Linked DNA regions of Sus scrofa: all the other regions are linked to region 1. The links are chromatin contacts, called in public HiChIP or PLAC-seq and promoter capture Hi-C maps. All regions are on one chromosome and are shown on one strand. Each heading gives the region's core, a stretch centred on a gene start, on an enhancer-like site or on the middle of the called end of the contact. The rest is flanking DNA. Distances are from core to core; before and after follow the strand shown. Region 1 holds the start of PRKACB (cAMP-dependent protein kinase catalytic subunit beta). Region 2 holds the start of GNG5 (guanine nucleotide-binding protein G(I)/G(S)/G(O) subunit gamma-5). Region 3 holds the start of RPF1 (ribosome production factor 1).

Region 1 (4,308 bases), core at 851-3,350:
AATGAGATTGAGACTGCATTTGTTTCACACAGTAATGGTATATAATCTAACACTTTAACATCCATGAGTGATGTTAGCCTAATTACTTCACTTTTTTGAACTTTTTACCTCATTTGTAAAGTGTGGTTAATATAATCTGTCTTGCTTATATAGGTTTATTGTGGGACTCCGATAAAAAATGGCATGTGAGGTGGGTTAAGAAACTGACATAATGTTCATGAGGATGCGGGTTCCATCCTTGGCTTTGCTCAGTGGGTTAAAGATCTGATGTTGCTGTGAGCTGCGGTGTAGGTTGCAGACATGGCTCGGATCCTGCGTTGCTGTGGCTCTGGCGTAGGCCGGTGGCTACAGCTCCGATTCAACCCCTAGCCTGGGAACCTCCATATGCCACGGGAGCGGCCCAAGAAATAGCAACAACAACAACAACAAAAAGACAAAAAAAAAAAAAAAAAAAAACCCAAATAATATATGGAAAAAAGAACAATAAGATATTTGCAGTTTTTGGTAATTTTTTTATTTATTAACAATTAATTAAATTTTTTAACAAATGGATGATAAAAGTTAGTTTTAAGAGAAAGGAATAAATGTGTAAAGTTGAATTGTTTCTTTATTAATTTTCCAGGATGTAGCTGTATCCTAACTGTATAATCACTCTCAACTGTCTCTTCTGCAAAGTAATGATTTACTAAACAGAAGCCTAGAATTCAAAATTATTGTAAGGACAGGGACAGTAGTTGTTATACATATAACTACCCTTTTATCATTAAAGTTGGTCTCTAAATAGGCATACATTTTAAAACTCACCCCAGTGAGGATAGTATGAGTATTCCAGGATTCTAGAAAGTCTCTCCAGAATAAAGTATATTAGAAAGTTGTTTTTAACTTGGTATATGGCTTAATGCTATTTATTGAACTTTATACAGAGAAGCAGGGCAAAATACCACATCTACAACAGAAAACTAGATCTGACTGGAATGATATGCCATTGCTGCAACATTGTTGCACAGGGACACAAACACCTCTAGCTCAAATCCTTCCTTCTCTGTAATTTTTATACTACTTGCATTAATGGAAACCCAGAAAATAATATAATGAATTTCCCTTGGAAATAAACTCACTATGCATGCATCTTTTTAAGTCAATGGATTTTAAATGGAGAGAAAGGAACATCTACATAACATTATGGACAAAAAGTCAGATTTTGGTACCCTAAATTGTGCTTCCACCAGATGATAGATGTGTAATTCAGGGTAAATTGCTTAACTTCTCTGTGTCTCAGTTTGTTCATAAGTGAAATAATGATAATAAAACTACATATCTCATAGGGTTCTTAAAGAACTCATGACTTGCTATTTGCATGGTCCTATTTGTAATACAGTATATATGATATAAACCTCTGTTAAATTAATTTAACGGAATTGGTAATAAGAAATAGCAGGAAGAACTTACTGGGTAACCTCAGTTTCCACTCCTTTTTTTTTTTTTCAGTAATAGAACATACTTAAAAAAGAATTCTGAGAGATTTGCTCTGCTTACTTTCAAGTCAACAAGTATCCATTAAAGAAGTACTGGGCTTGGTGACTTGGGGACACAAAATAAATTTAGGTTGTCTATGCCCTTTGGGGAATTACAATCTTTCTACACTAAATTTGGAATAAATGCTCAGAGCAAAGTTCAAAGGATCATGCAACAACAACAACAAAAATACTAGAGTGCCACATAAAGTAAAGCTATTCACAAATTCAAGCGCTCCAAGACGAATACTAATAAAAATGCAACTAGCAAATGGGGAATGTATTTATTTTGACACACACAGAGAGCTGCTAAATACAATGACACACATCAATAAACATTCTGCAGAAACAGTGATACTTTCCTTTCTCTCCGCCTGGGATATCTGACAAAACCTGAGGCGATCACGCAAAACCACAGGGAATGAAAATTGGACTGGAAACACTGAAGGGTTTGTGACTGGTGCCCAAGAGGCAGGAAAACGTGGGGGGCTCGGCGAATACCTGGATCTGCTACGCAAAGAAGCTCGGAACCACGGTCGGGACAAGGGACGAGGTTATTCCTGTGGCTGATACTGACCAGTCCACGAGGCCCAGTGGCGAGAACGGCCCGGGTCCCCCGGAACGACCTCCTACCCGACAGCGCAGTCCTCTCCGGCCTGCAGGTTGGTGGCTACAAGGCATCCTCTGAGCGAGGAGGCACTGCGAAGCCTGCCACAAGAATGCAACCAGAACCCCGGCACTGCTTCCAGCAGCCCAGCTCCAGGGCATGGGGGACGCCAATGCAGAGAGACGACTGGTTCCTCCAAGCTAACGGTCTCGTGCTGCCTCCCTTATCCTGGGGATCAGCTCCCTAAAGAAAGCGCGGACCTGCACTTCCCAGCTGGGTGGGCCGTGGAGGTACTGGCAGGGGTTACCCCAACCCTCCGCTCGCGCCCGGGGCGCACGTCACTTCCGGCGCGCGCGCCCGCCCGCCGAGGGGGACAGGGTCTAGAGCCCGGGGGCGCGCGGCTGCCCGGGGGCGCGCTGGGAGGGCGGGGAGGGGGAAGGGGGAGTGTCTGCCGGTCGCCGCCGCCGCTGCTGCCAGCTCCGGGGCAAAGGAGTACCCTGCAGCCCTGGCCTCAGAACCGGCCCAGTCTTCCCGCCCGCACTCCGTGCGCCAGAAGCACTGACCGGTCTAACTGGTGCCGAAGCGGGAGTTGGCTCAGCCTGCGGAGCGGCGGGGACGGCTTCAGTGCCCCCTCCCCTCCCCGACCCCTTCCTTCCATCGCCCCGGTCATGGGGAACGCGGCTACTGCCAAGAAAGGCGGCGAGGTGGAGAGCGGTGAGTCAAGAGCCGGGTCTAGGGGCCGGCTAGGCGGGCGGGCGGGCGGGCGGACGCGGGGTACCGAGCGTCCCCCAGGGTGGGAACCCGCAGGCCGCGGGCACGGTCCAGGCCTCGCAGCAGCCGCGGGCAGCCGTTCGAGGGGGCCCTGGGGACCAGCCGCCTTCCTCCTCCGCCTCCTCCCCCAGCTCCGGCTGGAGGGCTGAGCGCCGAGGGCCGGATGGAGAGGGCGAGGGAGGAGAGCGGTCCCCGCGATTGCTTTTTTTACTGGGGCGAGGGGGACTCACTTCCTTAGACACTTCCCCAAATTTGGTCCGGCTAAAGAAGTCTCTTGGACCACCCCAACCCTCTCTTCCTCGCCCCCCGACCCTCTCTCGGGAGCCACAGGTAGTGTTGTGAACAGAGTTGTCTCTTTTCCCTCCATCACTCGAGTCCACCCCAACCTTATCACCAGGTGAAGGGCTGCTAAATCTGGCCCTCCGCAGGTGAGGTTAATCCTGAGCGGGTAACTATGTTTTAGAGATCCTCCATCTTTTCGGATTAAGAGTGGAAAATATCGTAAGAGTAAACAGCAACTTTATCCGTTAGAGAAGAAAAGCAAGGCAGGTTTGCCTTTTCTTGAGACATTCAGGAATCTGCTACAGTGTCTGTAAAACTTAAAGGTCACTGCTTTGAAGTACTTCCAGTAGATTTCTTCTGAGAGCTGAAAGTGCAGGCGCTCTACTCTTTACAACAAACAGTAAAAAATCATGAATTTCTGTATGGCAATATGGTTTTATTTGTCTTTCAGTCAATCAGCATGGTTTTTTGCCTTTGCCAAGTTCAGCTCAGATTTTATAATTCAGAATGACCAGAAAACAAATAGTATTTGTTATATCCCCAGGAGTAAATGACATCTTAGCACTTGAGAGAATAATGTCGGATGACTTATTCCAGTTTGTGTAAATACTGTCTTTTAATGTTTCTATGTTTGTAACATGTTCTAGGTTAATTGCGAAATTTTTTCAGTATCAATAAAGCAGAATCGATTTCGAAAAATTTAGTCATTCATTTTGTTTAATGTGAATAGATAGATCGGATTATATGGTTTTGTTTCACCAATAAGGATTTGGTGTTAATTTTCAGGACCTCCAAAAAAGTTTGATGTCTTTAATATGTGATATGGACCTTTTCAAAAGCCAATGAAGAGGTAGAACTTAGTAGTCTTTATTTTTTAATTGCACAAATGTAGTAACTAACTGTACTAGAAAGTATTAAAAAGGTAGAAAGTGTAAAGAATTATTTTTGCCTTTTATAATTTTCCCTTTTAACTTAAAGCTTTATTAACTTAGAGATAAAACATGTGCCGATTATATTAGAGTATGTTGATTATTGAATTATATCAATGATTTTCATTTACAAGTGCTTGCCTGTGTAGTGCTTATTTTTCAACAATGATAGGAGACTCTTCTGTGACCTATATATTTCCATTAT
Region 2 (4,308 bases), core at 1,301-3,800, 390 kb after region 1:
CATCATCATGAGATGAACTAAACTCTTCTCAAAATCTGTTATTTTTGGCTTATACACCAGTCCAGGGTAATGAGTTCCATAAATTTATTTAACATCTGTATAAGTAAATACAGCAAATGGCCACCTCTACTCCCCAGCAAAGGTGTAGTTACAAAGGAACAATGGTGGTATCATTTTTCACTATCTTATAACTTGGTTTCATTCACTCACATTAATCAGCAGTAAGGATACAGTAAAGCATCTGTTAATTTTCTGCCTAAAGTGTAGGTAGGCTCCAACCAAACTCCCTTTCACAAACTTCTCATGACCTCTATGTGCCAAATATAATTCTAGGTACTGAGAATATGTAAGAACAGCCAGGTCCTTGCTGTTATAGAGCTGACAGTTTAGATGAGGACAGACAAGGCACTCTGCGGAAAAAGGGTGTTTTGTTAGATCATGACCTAAAGGAAAGATGTCTTTGAAGAGGTGACATTTAAACTGAGATTTCTATGACAAGACATCCAGCCAAGTAACCACAAGTGAGAAAATGAACAGTGAGAATTCCATTTGCTGGGGAGAATGGAGACAAAGGCTCCAAAACGCAAAAAAAGCTGCAAGCCTCTAACTCACTAATAATCACCATCCATCCACCCTATAATCCTGGCATAATTATCAGTGCCCTGGGCTTGGAACAAAATGTATAGCCAGTTACCTGACATCTGGGAGAGTTTGTCAAACACTTGTGATAATTTCTATCAACTACTCAAACATAAAAGTTTAAAAAGTAAACTCGTGCTAATTCAAAGGTAAAATATCACTAAAAAAGCATTTAGCACAGAATGACAAATAAAATAGAAGCACAAAATTAAATCGAACCAGCCACATTTTGCAACATGTCTAAAAAAAAGCCCATTTAAAGTACCAATTTACAGTGAGTGCCTCCCTTCCTTGCTACATACAGCCCTGGCATCAGACAAACCAAGTCTTCTAAAACCACATCACTTGCGGTGGCTTTAATGTCCAAAAGCCTCCTAAGTATAGGATGCTTGGCATCATGCTGGGTAATTATTGGAGGAGCTAAGGTTTTCACGGTAAAGCAATCAAGAGTAATTTATTAGTCTAAGGATTTCACCTCATTTTCTTCAGAGACGAGGGCTAAATAGCCCTCCTTAACAGTTACCGCTTTCAACTAGCCTTTTGCCCCCTCCTCCCATTCTCCCCTCCTAGGGCCACTCCAATCTATGATAAAGGCACATCTGAATGAGAACAATGATTTCAGAGTTAAATCCAAATAAGACTAAGCATAAACGACTGGGATAAAGGTAAGAATCTGGAGATTAGAGAAGTGGATTCCAAACAGCAATGGAGTTTACAGCACTTAAGGGACAAAAAGGGAGGGGGAATCCCATCCCAAGACGGATGGGAATTTCCCTTCCCTCCTGAGGTGACCTTACAGAGTAAACCAGGTCCCTAACATTTCTACTTAAGGAAATAGGTAAATGCGAGACCATCTTACTCCACAAAACATTTCAGGGGGAAGTAAAAAGCAGCCTGATGAACACAGAAGCAAGTCATATTAACACCCACCAAAGGCTTTTACTCAAAAGTAAATAACTCCAGGACAAGGTCAATGCTAAGTAGACGCCAAAATAACACTGATCCACCCTAATTACTTTTTCGGGTATGAGGCCCAACAGATATGCCAAGGTCGGAAAGCAGCAAACTGTGCCAGAGTCGAAACGCGCGCTTTGTACGAGGCTATACGGGGCACCAGTAGTGACCTTAGACCCTGGAGACATTTCGAAAGCACGCTTCTTTAACCTACAAAGTTTAGCAAGAATTGTTTTCACGTTCGGTGAATGAGAGAAACTGGAAATAAGAATCTATATACTAAAGGGCGTGGATCTGGGAAACTTCTCCCATGAAAAGAAAAAACATGTCTGTTCTGAATCCAATGTCGGATAAAAGCCCGCCAGGTGACGAAGCAGGGGAGCCGGCGGACTGGGCCGGTAAGGGTGCGGACGGCGCGGAGGCGCAGCTACCAGCGAAAAGGCGCCGAGTAGCTGCGGAGGGAGGAGGAGGGAGCAGGGCCGGAATGCGGAAAGCCGCCGTTCCGCCAGGGGCCAGCCGGCCTGGCAGAGTCTGGGGCGGAAAGCAGTAACCGGACCCCCGAACCACACGACCGACCCGCGCCGCCACTTCTCTAGGGCGGGCCGCCGGGATCCCCGCGGCCAAGCGCAGGTTCCCCAAGGAGGCGAGAGCCCCCGGGATGCCCGCCGCAGAGTGTGCATCCCCCAGGGAAGGCGACAGCCGCTGCGCCAGCTCGCCCGCCTCCCCCTCCGTCCCCTCCCCCCCTGCCGCCCGCCCCTGCTCACCTTCACGCGGTTGAGCCCAGCCTCCAGCCGGAGCTGCTGAACCACTTTCTTCATGGCGGCGACGCTGGAGGAACCAGACATGGCGCACGGGAGGGCCGGGCAGGTCGGCTGTCCGGGAGGGGTCGGCAGCGGGTCCGAAGGGCCAGGCGGCGAAACGCGCGGCGGGGGCGGGGCTCGGAACTTGGTCTAAGTTTCCGGTTCTCCGCCTGCCCGCTCCACCCTTGGTACGCATGCGCGCCCCCCCCTTGAGTGCGCCTCACCGGCGGGGGCGTGGCCTCAGGGGGCCGGGAGAGAGCAGGGCTCGAGAAGACGCGGTGCGGACGGCGGGCGCTCCAACTGCGGGATGCGAGCTTGGCTGGACGTCTATCCTCTCCGCCCTCCCTTCCCAGAGAAGCCAGTGCGGGAGAGGTAAGGGAGGAGCTTGTCGTTATCCTGCAAGACCCAAAAGGGGCCCTGAAGAGGACCGGGGAGGGATGGCCGGTGCTTTAAGAATTTGTAAAAGGCCGGGTGGCGGCGCCGAGGAGGTTCCAGTTTTCCTGATGGAGTTGGCAACAGAAGTGGAGGGAAGGGAACGGGAGAGCCCCGGCGTAGGCTCTGGAAGTACCAACTTGAGTCAGTGGCACTTTCCCCTTAGAGACGTGTCCCTAAGTGACCGGAGCTTGTCCCAGGGGTGGCCCATCCGCACCCGCACCGTCGTAGCCCAGGAGGCGAAAGAGGGCGTGGCGGCCGCCTTATCCGTCGAAGGGGACCGGGATGCGGGAGGCGAGAAGCAGGGGCGCCGGTTCGGTGGAGAAAAGAGCATCTGCCAAGAGCCAAGGTTTGGCTGCTGGCGCCTCTTACCTCTTGGCTTTTTTGGAGGAGACTGTGCAGAACCAAGGTGCTGGCGGAAGATTACATTTGTCTCTTGACTTTTTCACTTGGGGGATAAAGGCTTGTTGAAAAATAAAACCTTTTGTTTTGAGAAAGTTTGCTTTTTTATAATTCCGTTATAACTCATTACCTGCTGCCTGAAATTGGTCTTCAAAGGAGTTTTCTTGGAGAGAGAGTAAGATTTAACCAAGCAAAAGAGGCTCAGCCAGTGCATGTTTCACCCATGGGAATATATGTCACGTCACAGCCCTTAGGACAAGTGTTTCCTATTCGGTTGAGATCAGTGACTACACTGATGTATTTTTATTTATTTATTTATTTATTTTTTATCTGCCCACAGCATGTAGAAGTTCCCTGGCCTGGGAATCAAACCCATGCCATAGCAGCCACCCAAACTGCTGCAGTGACAACGCTGGAATTTTTGTTTTGTTTTGTTTTTTTGTCTTTTTGCTATTTCTTGGGCCGCTCCCGCGGCATATGGAGGTTCCCAAGCTAGGGGTCCAATCGGAGCTGTAGCCACTGGCTTACACCAGAGCCACAGCAACATGGGATCCGAGCCGCGTCTGCAACCTACATCACAGCTCACGGCAACGCCGGACCCTTAACCCACTGAGCAAGGGCAGGGACCGAACCCGCAACCTCATGGTTCCTAGTCGGATTCGTTAACCACTGCGCCACGACGGGAACTCCCACTGATGTATTTTAGAAACACGAATAACTTTGTCATTAATGCCTTTCAATTTTTTTGTATAGAGGGAAAATCCATATGCTCTATGTGAACAAAACCTAATTTACAGAACAGTTTCAAATCATTTCACGTGAAGCTTTGAATTCTGGCTCTATCACTTAACCTTAATATCCCTGGTCAGTCCCCTTAAACTTCACTGAGCCTCTGTTTCCTCATTTCAAAATGAAATAATAAAGCTTACTTCCCAGAATTACCTTTGAGATGAAATGAAATTAGATATGTAAAGAATATTACAGGTATTTCAGTAAATGTCACTTCTTTCTCTTCCTCGCCTAGTAGTATTTAAAATTATTTCACCTCTGGTGACTTGTTGACCAATCTCACTCATACTTT
Region 3 (4,308 bases), core at 899-3,398, 370 kb after region 1:
GGGATCGAACCCACAACCTCATGGTTCCTAGTCGGATTCGTTAACCACTGAGCCACGTCGGGAACTCCGAGGCTTATATTCTAGAAGACAGTTTTGATGTATTTAATTACCCTGTTTAAAAGAAATTGAAGAGGTGGAAAATGCAGTATGGACACCAAATTAATGAATTATCAAAGCACCCAAGGTCAATATTGAAACATACAATTTGAAATTAAGGCAATTTCTAGAAAATTAACTCCTGACAGTAATCCAAAAAGATTACTGTCTCTGTTTGAAGGGCATTTTCCTAAAATTAAAATTAGGAATACAGGAAAATTTAACCATTGGGGAAAAACTTTCTTCCCTTGGCTTCCATGACACTCTACTCTCTTGATTTTCCCTTCTTATTCTCCTTTACTAGGTCCTCCTTTTCTCTCCAGCTTTTCAGTCCTTCATCCTGTTCCTTTTTTCAGTTCTTTATCTACCATGAATCACTGCAATGGTTCAAAGTACTATCCATGTGCTGATGACTCCCCAGTTTTGATCTCTACCCCATACCTCTCCCTTCTGCTGCAGAATCACCCATTCCAACTAACTACCTGACAACACGATGACAAATAAGTGTCTCAAACTTAACATTTCTGATACTGAAATCCTTTTTTAAAAAAAATTTTCACTTTTATGACCACATCCATAGCATATGGAAGTTCCAGGGCCAGGGACTGAATCCGAGCCACAGCTGCCAACTATGCCTCAGCTGTGGGAATGTGGGATCCTTTAAACCACTGCCCAGGGCTGATAATGGAACCCTCCCCCTCCTCAGTGACCTTAGCCATTGGAGTCAGATTATTATTATTATTTTTTTTGTGTGTGTATCTTTTTGCCTTTTCTAGGGTCACAGCCGCGGCATAAGGAGGTTCCCAGGCTAGGGGTCTAATCAGAGCTGCAGCTGCCAATCCTACGCCAGAGCCACAGCAACAAGGGATCCAACCCGTGTCTGTGACCTACACCCCAGCTCACGGCAACACCGGATCCTTAACCCATTGAGCAAGGTCAGAGATTGAACCCGCTACCTCATGGTTCCTAGTCAGATTTGTTAACCACTGGGCCACGAGATTCTTAACCCACTGTGCCGCAGTGGGAACTCCTCCATTACCGAAATTTTGATCTTACCCTTCAAATTTTCTCCACCAGAATTCTCTCCCATCTCAACCGATAACTCCATCCTTCCAATCACTCAGTTCAAATTTTGCAGTCATCCTTGACTCTTCTCTTTCTTTCATGCCTTTTATTCAATCCCCAGGAACTCTACCTTCCAGAACTACTGATCACTTCTTGCCACTTACACTAGCACCACCCTAGCTCAAGACACTTATTTCTCCCCTTTCACTTTCCTTCATCTATAGTCTCACAAGTAGAGTCTGACGCTTTTAAAATGAAAGCCAGGTCACCGGTCACATCATTTCTTTTCTCACAATCCTCTAAGAAATGTTCATCTCCATAAAAGCCAAACTCCTTACAAAACCTTACACAATTTGTCACACCTAATGCCCCCCTCCCCCCCCCCCCCCACAATTCACCCCTGCCCGCCCTTACTCTCCTCTTTTCTCATTTGACTTCTGGCTACAGAGTGTTTTCTTAACAAGCCAGGCTTGCTATGGACCAGGAGTTGCAGCTGTTTCCTCTGCTTGGGCAGCTTTTCTCTTGCAAAACCACCTTATCTCATATTAATAGCTGTTCCCCAAGATAACTGCATAGTTTACCCCACTATCTCCTTCAAATTTCAATGTAAATTTTTCTATGAAGCCTACTCTGAGAATCCTATTTAAAAGCAGCAATCTGCCCCTCTATCCTCGCATCTTTCATCCTGTTCTATTTTTTCCATACCGTGCATTACTTAATAGCTTATCACACAATTTGTGAGCTCATTTTAGTCTCTCTCTAGGCTGTAATGACAATGATTGTTTTCTTATGTTTTAAAGGCTCGGCGCATGGAAAACGCTCAATTATGGATTCCACCAACTCAACGATGCACTGTTCACACGGCTGGGCACGTTCCCTAAACTCTCCTCATGCCTAAATTTCAGCACTTTTTTAAAGAGCTAAGGAGCACACAAACAGTATACATTTTCCTTTAAGAACTTTCCGACCCCGGAAGTAAAAGCTTAAGGAAGTGATCCGAGAGAACGAGACTTCCGTTTCCGTACAAACCGCAAGTAGCAAAAACACCATGGCGAAGGCCGGGGATAAGAACGGCGGCGGTGGAAAGAAAGGCCTGAAACGCAAAGCCGCCACTTTAGAACCTCAGGAGGCTGCAGTCTCTGAGGATGGGACGACGGAAAGTGGGGTGCAACCCACGACCGCGGCTGCCTTTCCCCCAGGCTTCAGCATTTCGGAGATTAAGAACAAACAGCGGAGACACTTAATGTTCACGCGGTGGAAACAGCAGCAGCGGAAGGTAAGAGGTTGGTGGCGGTGCCAGGGCGCATGCGTCGTGTCCCCCGCGCGCGGGTGGGGGTGGGGTGCACATGCGTGGTCGCCGGTGCCGGCGTTCAGGGCCGCGTTTAATTCCGAAAGGGAAAGGGGGAAGGTTTTGTGTCCTGGTCCCTTCGACCTGCTTTGGGAACACTTTCTCTAGACATAGCTTTTTGCCTGAACGTCAAGAATTCCTTTTCTTACCAGCTCTCTTCTAGGGTCCTTGATAAGAACGAAAGCCGAAAGTCTTGCTCTCCTAGTATTGAACGTCCACCCCCATCGCCCAGCCAGGCCCCCGTTAGACCTAGAAGGCAAAATTCATCTACTCTTAGCCCGTCCACCTAATTTTGGTTAATTTTTAGAATCTGCAGTACGGGCAATACAGATATTCAAAATGATCCTTCTCTGATAGCTGCAGCAACCCAACAGAAATTGGTACTGTCAAATGTTTTTAGTAATTGTATTCTTTACAGCGTTGTCTTCATACCATTCTAGGAGGTAAACAAATAGGCGAAAAACGCCTAAAGTCACTGTGCTCATTTGTGGTCACTTTACAGTTGAAGGCAAGTTGCTTATTCTTGCGTATTGTGAAAGTTCACACTTAGTATTCTTTTTGCTTGTCTGCCTACTGTGGCTAGACTCTGAGGTGACAGAGTGCTCTTGCAGTACAGAGGAGCATCTAACCCATTCTGGTGTGCAAGTATGGCAGAAAGGTGTCCTAGTAGCCTTCTTAGAACTATAATCTCTAATCCGAGATCTGATGTATTGAGAGTCAGCAGGTGCTGGGGAAAGAAAAAAATATGTCTTCTGTTATATGTCAAGCAGTCTGTTCAGGAATCGCCATAAGTACGATTACACATTCTTAATAATTTTAAAAGCACATCTTGATTATAAAATATTTGAATATCTAGTGTGATTTTATTGCCAATGACCAATTGAAAACTCCTCTATCATTACCATTTTTTTAAATTACTTTTCAAGGGAAGCAACCAGCATAGCCATGGTTTTCTTTAGGATGCAACTTGTTAGGAATGCAAAACAAAACAACAAAAACCTGTTAACTTGTTTAAAGTGACATTCATTTTGCACTTTGACTTAATTTGGGGCTTTGTAGTAAAAAATAAAACCAGTGAAATTTTAAATATTCAGACTTGTCAATTTAGATTATTTTGAAGGAGTTAAGATCTTTGTTAAAGAAATCTTTCTGAGTGGCCAGCTCATTTGGTTTATAATAACTTAAGTATGAAAATCTTAAGTCAGGATGTTTATTTTAATGCATTACTAAGACTGCTTAGTTTATGTATTCATAGCATTAGTAATTTGTAGTTTCAGTATGGGTTTGTGATATAAGTGGTGGTTTCTCAATATTGTTCTTTTTTTTTTTTTTTTTTTTTTAATCCTTTAGGAAAAGTTGGCAGCTAAGAAAAAACTTAAAAAAGAGAGAGAGGCTCTTGGTGATAAGGTAAATAAAATTTTTAGTCCTCTGCTTTTTATCTCACATTAAGGAATGCTTCCTGATATTTACGTTGATTCACTTTCTTTTAAAATTTATAATAAGGAGTTCCTGTCGTGGCTCAGTGGTTAACGAACCCGACTAGGAACCATGAGGTTGCAGGTTGGATCCCTGGCCTTGCTCAGTGGGTCTGGCATTGCTGTGAGCTGTGGTGCAGGTCGTAGAGGCGGCTTGGATCTGGCATGGCTGTGGCTGTGGCGTAGGCTGGGCAGCTGTAGGTAGCTCTGATTAGAACCCCAAGCCTGGGAACCTCCATATGCTGTGGGTGCGGCCCTAGAAAAGACAAAAAAAAAATTATTATGAAATATTTCAGATGTATAAAATGATATAAAAATAATACC

Evidence for each region. Promoter capture Hi-C pulls out the DNA fragments that hold promoters and counts their contacts. HiChIP or PLAC-seq counts read pairs in DNA pulled down with a chosen protein or histone mark.
Region 2: an H3K27ac HiChIP or PLAC-seq map of alveolar macrophages shows a contact between it and region 1. The contact joins the promoter of GNG5 here to the promoter of PRKACB in region 1. A contact is called at or near these places in 3 of 5 promoter capture datasets (fetal liver, fetal skeletal muscle and liver) and 1 of 2 datasets of contacts at active chromatin or transcription factors (alveolar macrophages).
Region 3: a contact with region 1 is called in a promoter capture Hi-C map of liver, with 6 times the contacts expected there. The contact joins the promoter of RPF1 here to the promoter of PRKACB in region 1. A contact is called at or near these places in 2 of 5 promoter capture datasets (fetal liver and liver), 1 of 47 Hi-C or Micro-C datasets (liver) and 2 of 2 datasets of contacts at active chromatin or transcription factors (alveolar macrophages and skeletal muscle).

Annotation. Positions count from the first base shown.
Region 1 is chr6:129,633,999-129,638,306 of Sscrofa11.1, reverse strand. PRKACB (cAMP-dependent protein kinase catalytic subunit beta) reads left to right here and starts at 2,100. Exons shown (of 10, transcript XM_021096363.1): 1 at 2,100-2,835. The coding sequence starts at 2,790.
Region 2 is chr6:129,245,566-129,249,873 of Sscrofa11.1, reverse strand. It overlaps GNG5 (guanine nucleotide-binding protein G(I)/G(S)/G(O) subunit gamma-5), which reads right to left and starts at 2,550. Exons shown (of 3, transcript XM_021096357.1): 1 at 2,358-2,550. The coding sequence starts at 2,438. It overlaps SPATA1 (spermatogenesis-associated protein 1), which reads left to right and starts at 2,635. Exons shown (of 15, transcript XR_002345111.1): 1 at 2,635-2,765.
Region 3 is chr6:129,268,878-129,273,185 of Sscrofa11.1, reverse strand. It overlaps RPF1 (ribosome production factor 1), which reads left to right and starts at 2,148. Exons shown (of 9, transcript XM_021096356.1): 1 at 2,148-2,437; 2 at 3,860-3,916. The coding sequence starts at 2,210. LOC102166593 (a long non-coding RNA gene) reads right to left here and starts at 2,306. Exons shown (of 5, transcript XR_001305279.2): 1 at 2,191-2,306.